2 separate regions of the Mus musculus genome follow, and region 2 is linked to region 1. Evidence: chromatin contacts called from public HiChIP or PLAC-seq data. All regions are on one chromosome and are shown on one strand. The core of a region is the stretch at or near the end of the contact, and the rest is flanking DNA. Distances in the headings are between cores, read along the strand shown.

The links. HiChIP or PLAC-seq counts read pairs in DNA pulled down with a chosen protein or histone mark.
Region 2: a contact with region 1 is called in an H3K27ac HiChIP or PLAC-seq map of VIP interneurons, with 2.3 times the contacts expected there. The contact joins two enhancer-like sites. A contact is called at or near these places in 7 of 39 promoter capture datasets (3T3-L1-derived adipocytes, HPC-7-derived erythroid cells, embryonic stem cells and 3 more), 9 of 15 datasets of contacts at CTCF or cohesin (CD8 T cells, the NIH/3T3 cell line, embryonic stem cells and 4 more), 62 of 484 Hi-C or Micro-C datasets (8-cell embryo, the AML12 cell line, B cells and 26 more), 7 of 115 datasets of contacts at active chromatin or transcription factors (VIP interneurons, embryonic stem cells, intestinal crypt epithelium and 1 more) and 4 of 9 other capture datasets (adipose tissue, embryonic stem cells, liver and 1 more).

What each region holds. Positions count from the first base shown.
Region 1 is chr5:143,941,234-143,945,667 of GRCm38.p6, reverse strand. It overlaps a transcript of Pms2 not described here. Among named protein-coding and RNA genes, the nearest start is that of Pms2, 33 kb to the right of the region's middle. Within about 2 kb of position 2,302, at least 24 of the 459 cell types and tissues checked have an H3K27ac peak or open chromatin away from gene starts, as enhancers often do. A contact at or near this core is called in VIP interneurons, where this site is marked.
Region 2 is chr5:143,986,727-143,991,160 of GRCm38.p6, reverse strand. Ccz1 (CCZ1 vacuolar protein trafficking and biogenesis associated) reads left to right here. Exons shown (of 15, transcript NM_177682.3): 14 at 396-523; 15 at 2,912-3,252. The coding sequence ends at 2,967. Among named protein-coding and RNA genes, the nearest start is that of Gm17135, 8.0 kb to the right of the region's middle. Within about 2 kb of position 1,915, at least 54 of the 459 cell types and tissues checked have an H3K27ac peak or open chromatin away from gene starts, as enhancers often do. A contact at or near this core is called in VIP interneurons, where this site is marked.

The DNA.
Region 1 (4,434 bases), core at 1,053-3,552:
ATATTATGGTATATAGTTATAATGAAACATTAGTCAGCCTTAAAAGGGGTAGAGTACCAACACATGCCACTCCTTAGATGAACCTCAAAAATATTATGCTTAGTAAAATGGCTAGGCTTAGTAAAACAAAAGTTCATCTATTAAATGATTCCATTTATAAAGAAGTGTCTGTTAGAGTTTGGATATGAAGTGTTCCTGACAAGTCCATGCACTGACCACTTAGTTTCCAGTGTTGTGTTGTGTTGTGCTTGTGTTGTGCTTGTGTTGTGTTGTGCTTGTGTTGCGTTGTGCTTGTGTTGTGTTGTGTTGTGCTTGTGTTGTGTTGTGCTTGTGTTGTTTCAGAAGGTTCAAGAAACTTTAGAAGGTTGGGACCTAGCAGAAAGTCACTGAGGGATACATTCTAGAGAGCTGCGTCTTGTCCCGGCCCCACTATCTTCTTCCTGTTTACCATAAGGTAGCAGCCTCTCACTTTCTCACCCCCATCCTATTCTGCCCCACGGGAGACCCAGAAATAGCACCAATGACCATGGGCTGAGCCCTCTGAAACTGTGAGCCCAAATCAATCTTTTCTCTACTAAGTTGTTCCTAGCAAGAAGTTGCTGTTGTTGGTAGTAATGGTGAGTTTGTTTTGTTTTGAAACAGGGTGCTGTTATGTCCCTTGGCTGGCCTAGAACTCTCTGTATAGACCAGGCTGGCCTTGAACTCATAGAGATCCACTTGCCTCTGTTTCACAAATGCTGGGATTAAAGGTGTTTGCCACCATGCCAGGCAAGCGGTTTTTGTCACAGTGACAAAATATCGGACTGACACAACATCTAGGATGTAAATCCACATACACAGTGGGCAGCCTGATCATTGCTAGGGATATGGAGTATCTTCCTAATGCATATTTGTTTTATTTTGTGTGCTAAAAATATTTTAGAGGTTGGATAATGATGATGGTTGTATAGTGTTGTAAATGGTTAATTTTATATCATAAATACATTCACACAGATGGGACTGTTCATGGGTATAATCTTCACCTACCTTCCCATGTCTCTTGCCATGACACCAGTGGCCGATGTAGGACACAGGCTGTGTGCCACACTTGAACATACCAAATCCATTCCTCATGCCATTGGTCACCTCTCCTTCATAAGTGCTGCCGTCCGGCCATGTGTACACCCCGTGGTTCATGGGGATATTCTTCACAAAGTCCCCCTAGGGCAAAATGACCAGGAGGACGATAGGGGGTGGCAATGAAGGAACTTTGACCACTCTGACACTGACCTGGCTTTTCTGTGGGTGTGGGGGATCGGCACGTCATGTCCTCGTCCCTGTGTTTCCTATCCCCTCACCTCGTTCTTCCACAGCACGGAAGTCCACGCAGAATAAAACACTGGGAAGGTTTCATTTACACCATGCTCCAAGAAGCAAGCAGGTGACCCGGCAATGTGGTGGCTGCCAATCCTGACCTTAACTTTAGCCTCTCAGGGTCCACCGTGGAGAGGTCTGAATGATCAGCCAGGTACTGATCACTCACAGAAAGCCTTCTGTCTCCCCATGGTCCATCAAAATACTCTGCAGTCAATGGCCTACCTCATTGGCAACTTCTAAAGAACTCACTGTGTTGGCTGAGGCCGCTTTCATTGTGAGCAGCTCATGGTGACATGGCCCAAAGATGGTAGAGTGGTCCCGTTGGCAATGGTGGTAGTGGCACTGGGTAATGAACCAGGGTTCCCCCACATGCTAAGCTGGTGCTCTGCCTCAGTCCCAAGCCTCCAAACACACAGGATGATCACCAGTTCAGCAGAGCATATTGGTGCTACTTGGCTCAACGTGCCTGAGGATGCTTCGAGAGCCAAGATCCCACCCGTGAACTCTCTAAGATGGGTTGATTGTGGAGGGCTCTGTGCTTGCCAAGAAGGATCCTCCCGCAGCCCCCATACGCCAGAGGATTTCCAGAGACAGTGACACAGAAGGACCTGCCTGGCAAAACCACCACTCAGGGATCAGAAACCTTCCATGTTGGCAGCAGGCTGGAAGGTGGGGGTTGCACGGAAAGGGAGTTCTCTCAGAAAACTGGGCCCTAACACACTGTTGAGGGTGGATCCCCAGGCCCCCTCAGTGGAGGATCAACCCTCTCTCGCCATCCCTGTACCTCTGCAGCTCGTGCCCGCTGCCCAGCTGCCCTCTGAATCCACGTGCTCCGTGTATTTGCCTTAAATGTCTCTTACCATTTATGGACACCATGGCATTAGTAACTCTGCAGCGGAGATTTCTAGAACAGCACTTCAGACTTCACAGGCTTTGAGAGTGGGAGCTGAAACTGGCACAGTCTCAGAGGACAAATCTGTTCTCACAATCAGTTTAAAAATACTCACTTCCCCTCAGCCCAGCAACCCAGATGGTTTTTGTGAAACCCCCATAATGGGATGCATGCAGCCAGGAAAAAGAGAGGCTCTGCGGGGATGGGGATGGCTTAGTTAGTAAAAAAAATAAAGGAATAAAAGAGATAGAGAAACTGTGTTCAGATAAAGCATGAGGGATTTAACATACATCTATCTGTGTGCAATGCACGCAGAGAATACACAGATCACCACTGAACGCCACCCGTGTGATGTGTAAACACAGGACACCTCCGGGGCTACACATAAAGCCAGCTCCAGGGATTCGCAGGCACCTGATGCAGTCACCGCGTTACTACATGGAGTGACAAGTTGGCCTCTGCATCGTCCTGTTCTCTCCAGGTTTGGTCCTGTGCTAACACTGCCCTTTGCATTGAGTTTTTTTCTTTTTCAGAAGTAGCATCTTATTATGTAGACTCAGGGTGTCCTCCTGCCTCAGCTTCCCAAGTACTGGGATTCCATGATATCATCCTAACTATGCTAACTTTCTTTCTTTCTTTTTAAATTGTTTTTTTGAGACAGTGTCTCAGTATGTAGCCTGGCTGTCCTAAAACTGGTTCTGTAGATCAGGCTGGCTTTAAACTCACAGAGACCTCCTGGCCTCTGCCTCCCAAGTACTGGGATTAAAGGCGTGTGCTACCACACCTAACTTGACTTACTTTTATAAGAATTGTCTATCTAGAGGGCTAGAAAGATGGTTCAACAGTTAGAGCATGAGTGCCGTTTCCAGCATCCATACCAGCAGCTCCCAATTGTATGTGACTGCAGCTCTAGAGTATCCGTTATCTTCCTGTAGCCTCTGAGACCGCCTCAAGTCAACAGCCATAACAACACACAGACACGAGACACACACACACACACACACACACACACACACACACACACATACTTTAAAAAATAAAAATGAATTCTTTAAAAATAGTGCAGGGAGCGGGGCTGGAGAGATGGTTCAGTGGTTAGGAGCACTAACTGAGTTCAAAGCCCAGCAACCACATGGGTGGCTCACACCATCTGCAATGTGATCTGACGCACACTTTTGGTGTGTCTGAAGACAGCTACAGTGCACTTATATACAATAAATAAATAAATCTTTTTAAAAAATGTTTATTTTATTTAATTTTATTTATATGAGTACATTGTACATCTCTCCAGCCCCATAAATAAATCTTTAAAAAAAAAAAGTGCAGAGCGCCGACCTGTGATTAATTCTACAATTAATCCCTGACAGCTCTTACACACGACAATACTTTACCTCGTACTTCAATCCGTCAGCCCAAATGTAAGTGCCTTGTCCATGCATCAGTCCTTCTGAAAACATACCCTAGGAGAGAAATAATCGTGACCTCTCAGATGGGAGCCGTGGACAGTGGGGATCTAGACAGTGGCTCCCCTCCTAGACTGGAACCCCGCCCACCCGCCCGCCCCGCCCCTTTACCTGCAGGAATGTGCTGGCTGGCTGGCGGCAGCTGCCGCAGTGTGGTGCCCACTCTGAGCCTGCACCACACACACACACACAGTGAGCCATTCTGAGCCAAAAAAGATCCAAGGAGGAGTTTACAACTTCCCCAAAACCTAGACCTGATAACCACAGTCAGTCTCCTAAGGAAGTCACTGGAAAATCTCTGAACTACAGGCGAAAAGAATTCAAACCCTTTTGATTTTTCACTTCGAGCTTTCAAGATTTGGGGCTGAGAAGAAAGCTCAGTGGGAGAGACGCCTGACTAGCACGGACAAGGCCCATTTCCTACGCTGTAAAACCAAACACAACCATTAGACACGGCACATTTGTGAGCCTCGCACTTTGTTTTCTCTTATTGGAAATCATCATCGCGCATATGCACATAACTGTGTGCAGACAGATACACACATGTATAGCTATGTATGAGCATGTGGAGAACTTCAGCTCCAGGGGACCCAATACCCCCTTCTGGTCTCCATGGGCATCTGCACACACATGGAACACGGACATACACATAAGACCTAGAAATCTTTAAATTTTATTTTTTTACATAAGCACATGTTTCTGGTAATCATGAATGAATGAATG
Region 2 (4,434 bases), core at 666-3,165, 46 kb before region 1:
TAGTGTCGTTTCTTTCTTTCTTTTTAAGATTTATTTACTTTATGTATATGAGTACACAGTAGCTGTACAGATGGTTGTGAGCCACCATGTGGTTGCTGGGAATTAAACTTGGCTTCTGCTTGCTCCAGCCCTAAGATTTATTTATTGTTATATGTAAGTACACTGTAGCTGTCTTCAGACACTCCAGAAGAGGGCGTCAGATCTCATTACAGATGGTTGTGAGCCACCATGTGGTTGCTGAGAATTGAACTCAGTACCTTCGGAAGAGCAGTCAGTGCTCTTAACCACTGAGCCATCTCTCCAGCCCCTTAGTACCATTTCTTGTTTTGAATTCTTTTTCTCTTCCCAGTCTAGCTGTGTACATAAAAGCATCCCACTCTGAAACTTTGTTACAGAGCAGATGAAGATGAAGAAATCATTGTGAAGGCCATGAGCGACTACTGGGTTGTTGGGAAGAAGTCTGACCAGCGGGAGCTGTACGTGATTCTCAGTCAGAAGAATGCGAACCTGATCGAGGTCAATGGTAAGGGGGCCTGGGACCTCAGGAGAACTTTAACCACGGATACTTCAAATAATCTTTCCCTGGGTTAAGAAACTATAGAAGCTGCACATTGTGGTCATACCTATAATTCCAGCTGAGGCAGGAGGATCAGGAGTTTACGTCCATCCTCAGCTACAGAGTGAGTTTGAACTCAGCCTGGACTACAGGAGACCCTATCTCAAAAAAAAGTAAATATGGCCTGAGAAGTGGCCTAGTGGGTACAGGAGCGTGCTGCCAAGCTTGGTGACACACAGAATGTCCTCAGACCTCATGCATGCATACTGTATCCCTCCATACACACACGTGCACACACAAGGAAATAGGAAGTTCTTTAAAAGGGAAGTAACTTGGTGAGCTGCAGCAGTGGCTCCGGGTTAAGACGTTGGCTTAGTTCCAGCTCCCACACAGTGGCCCGCAGGCAGCCGTAGCCCCGTTCTCACGGATCCAATACCTCGTCTGTCCTCTGACAGCATCGGGCACACGTGGTGATAGACATACATGCTGACAAAAGATAGTCACATAAAATAAACATTAGAAAGCAAAAAAACAGGGACTGCAGAGACAGCTCCAGAGGCTCAGGGTCTCTGCTGCTCTTACAGGGACTCAAGTTTGGTCTACACATGGGGCAGCTCATAACTGCCCCAGAAATCAAACAAACAGAAGCTCCTGGCCTTGGATCCCAGCTTTTCAAGAGGCAAGAGGATGAGAACTTCAAAGTCTGCCTGGGCTATTAATGGAGTCTCTACCTTGAATAAATGGTGGGGGGGAAATGAGATGGGTGTCAGGGGTCTGTGAGGGATGTAGCCCACTGCTACACCCGCCGAGCATGAGTGAGGGCCTAACTCAGCCTCCAGTGCAAACAGAAACCAGAACACAACTCCTAAGATCCAAGCAGATGCTTCTATTCTGTGTATTTCGGGTTTAAAGAAAACTTTATTTCATGCATATGGGTATTTTACCAGCATTTATGTCTGTGTCCCACCCACTTGTGCCTGGTCCCTGAGGAAGCCAGAAGGAGCTGCAGTTACTGACAGTTGTAGGCTGTCCTGTGGGTGCCGAGAACCAAATGGGGTCTTCTGTAAGAATAGCAGGTGCTCCTAGCCACTGAGCTGTGTCTCCAGTCCCCCATTAAATGCTTTTATTTCTCCTGTGGGGTGGGAAACTTAACAGTGCCTAAAAGAAAAGTGTTTTCTAAAGTGCTACAAAAAGAAAAATCAGCAAACAAGGCATGGCTGCCCACTGTACAAATGTCCTTTTATAGCTGCCCACTGTACAAATGTCCTTTTATAGCTGCCCACTGTACAAATGTCCTTTTATAGATCCTGTGATGAGAACCCTCCAGGCTGCCAGGTTCACAGGGCACTTCCAGCTGTCACCATCTGCACATGGGCAGAAGAATGCAGTTTTTTTCTGCCTTCCCATCAGGGCGGGGTTGGTCTCCTTTCTGGACAGTGTGATCTAGCAGCTGCTTTATGGGTCTTAATGAATGTTGTCCTGGAGAAAAGATCGCATTGTCCTCATGGGATTGGGCTTCGCCACTGCTCTCTGTGGCATGACACTAACGGCAGGCAGGGGACAAATCCTACCAAGCTCATCATAAGTGACATAGAGGATCTTAACATCTGTTCTTTTGTTGGTTTGTTTTGGGCTTTTGTTTTGTGTTTTTGAGACAAGAGCTTCCATCTGGCTGGCCTGAAAGTTGCTATGTAGGCCAGTCCAACCTTGAACTTACAGCCATTGTCCCACGGTTTCCTAACGTTGTGATTACAGGCAGCCTCACTGTGCCCAGCATTAGGACATTTCAGGTCTTCATTTGCATTAGTATTTGGGTGCATGCAGAGATAAAATGGGAGTTTAAAGGGGTGGGCATGGAGCTCAGTGGTATAGCATTTGCCTGGCATACTCAAGGCCCTGGGCTCTCTACTTAGCACCACAGAAATTAAAATAGGTGGATTTGATGGATCAACTAATCCAAGGTGATTATCTCTGGAAAACCCTTGATCGACATCTCAAGACTGTGGCCAGGGTTTTTGTACATCCATCCCGTCAGCTTCTCAGGAGCATTGCACTTCTAGTGCTGACCCACGAGGATCTCAGGCTCTCCGCAAACCAGTTCTTTTAGAACCAAAACAGTGGTACCCTAGTGTGTTGGGAAACATGGAGGTCTCAGGAGTTTGTGAGCTGTTTCTCTGACTGCCTTCTCTGTTGGTTATTACTGCGTCCTCTTCTTAAGAGAAAGTCAAAATTAATGCAGACATTTACTTATTTCCTACCTTTATCCCCATAGAACTGAAGGCACTGATCATAGCATGCAGCCCTCAAGGGCAGAAGCTATGCTCCTTGACACACTGTTTTCTGTTCTTTCTGCAGAAGAGGTGAAGAAACTGTGTGCCACGCAGTTCAACAACATCTTCTTCTTGGATTGACTCCACTGGCTCAGCAGAACATCTTTAAAAACCTCAACAACCTTTGTGTTTACCATTACAACTTACTGGTCATGCTAGTGACTGGGTTAGGGACACAGTAAAGCAATACCTGCTTGGAAAACCACATTTCTACTTGGTCTGATGATTCCCTGAGGTTTCTAGATGTTAAATATTTATGTGAAATTAATTAAATGTAGTCAGCTGAATACCATTCCATTCTGCTGACATTGTATGGGTATTTTACTGGGAAATAAGACTAATAAATTGTTAAAGTTTTTAAAAATACTGGTTTCCTGTTGAGTCCTGTGTTGCTGGCTGTTTTGACTGCACTGGCCAGTAGGGCTCATAACTCCAGGTCAGGGGCCAGGCCAGGCCAGGCTCAGAGGACTTGGATCCAGTTCTCACCGCCTTCGTCAGGCTACTCACAGTCTCCTGTAGCCCAGGCCAGGTTCTAAGGCAGTGGTTCTCCAGCTGCCTAATGCCGGGATACTGTGCTCACCCCCAGCCAGAGCAGGATTTTATTGCTACTGTTACATGAACCATACTGTAAATATCTGATATGCAGCCCCTGAGGAAGGCTGGGTCCACCCTGAAGGGGTCCTGACCCTGTAGCAGGTTGAGAGCCACTGCTCTCGGGGTCTGATGCTCCTTTTGTTCTCCCCGGGCACCTGGACTCAGGTGTACACACGTGCACACACACATACATACAATTAAGATGTAGTTTAAATAAGCTTGGCCAGTGGGAAGTGGCACTATTAGGAGGTGAGGTTTTGTAAGGGGGGGGGGGTGTCACTGTGGAGGTGGGGCTTTGAGGTCTCTTTGAATGCCCAGGTCTGGCCTGTGTGATACAGACCTTCCTCCTGGCTGCCTGTGGAAGAGCCTCATCCTGGCTGCCTTCATATCACAATGTAGAAGTCTCAGCTCCTCCTGTGCCAGGCCTGCCTGGATACTGCCATGCTTTCCACCTTGATGATAATGGACTGAACCTCTGAACGGTAAGCCAGCCCCAACTAAATGTTTGCCTTTATAAGAGTTGCTGTGGTCATGGTGTCTCTTGACAGCAATAAACCCTAAGACAACCCAAACACTAACAGACAGTATCTTGACAGCTTGGGGTCTCCCTGTTGACAAGAGAAGGACAGCGAGGCACAGATACAGTCACTAGATTCGATTCGCTTTGAGTACATCCCCGATGTTTCATTACACACCCCAAGCTGTCTAACTAGACATTGTTCCTCTTGGTCATGAGGCCTCCCGAGAGCCACGTCACCCTGTATCCCTTCACAACTGAGATGAAATAGAACTGAATTTTACTCAGCCCTGTTCTGCTGACCCAGAGAGTCCAGGGTCTGGGAGAAAATGAGTTGAGTGATCTGAGACACAGTATTTCCCCAGCCCGGAAAGCAGCCCTCTGCAGTCTGCCTGTTCCGACCTCCATACCTACTGTGTTAGAGGTGAGGGAGCAGC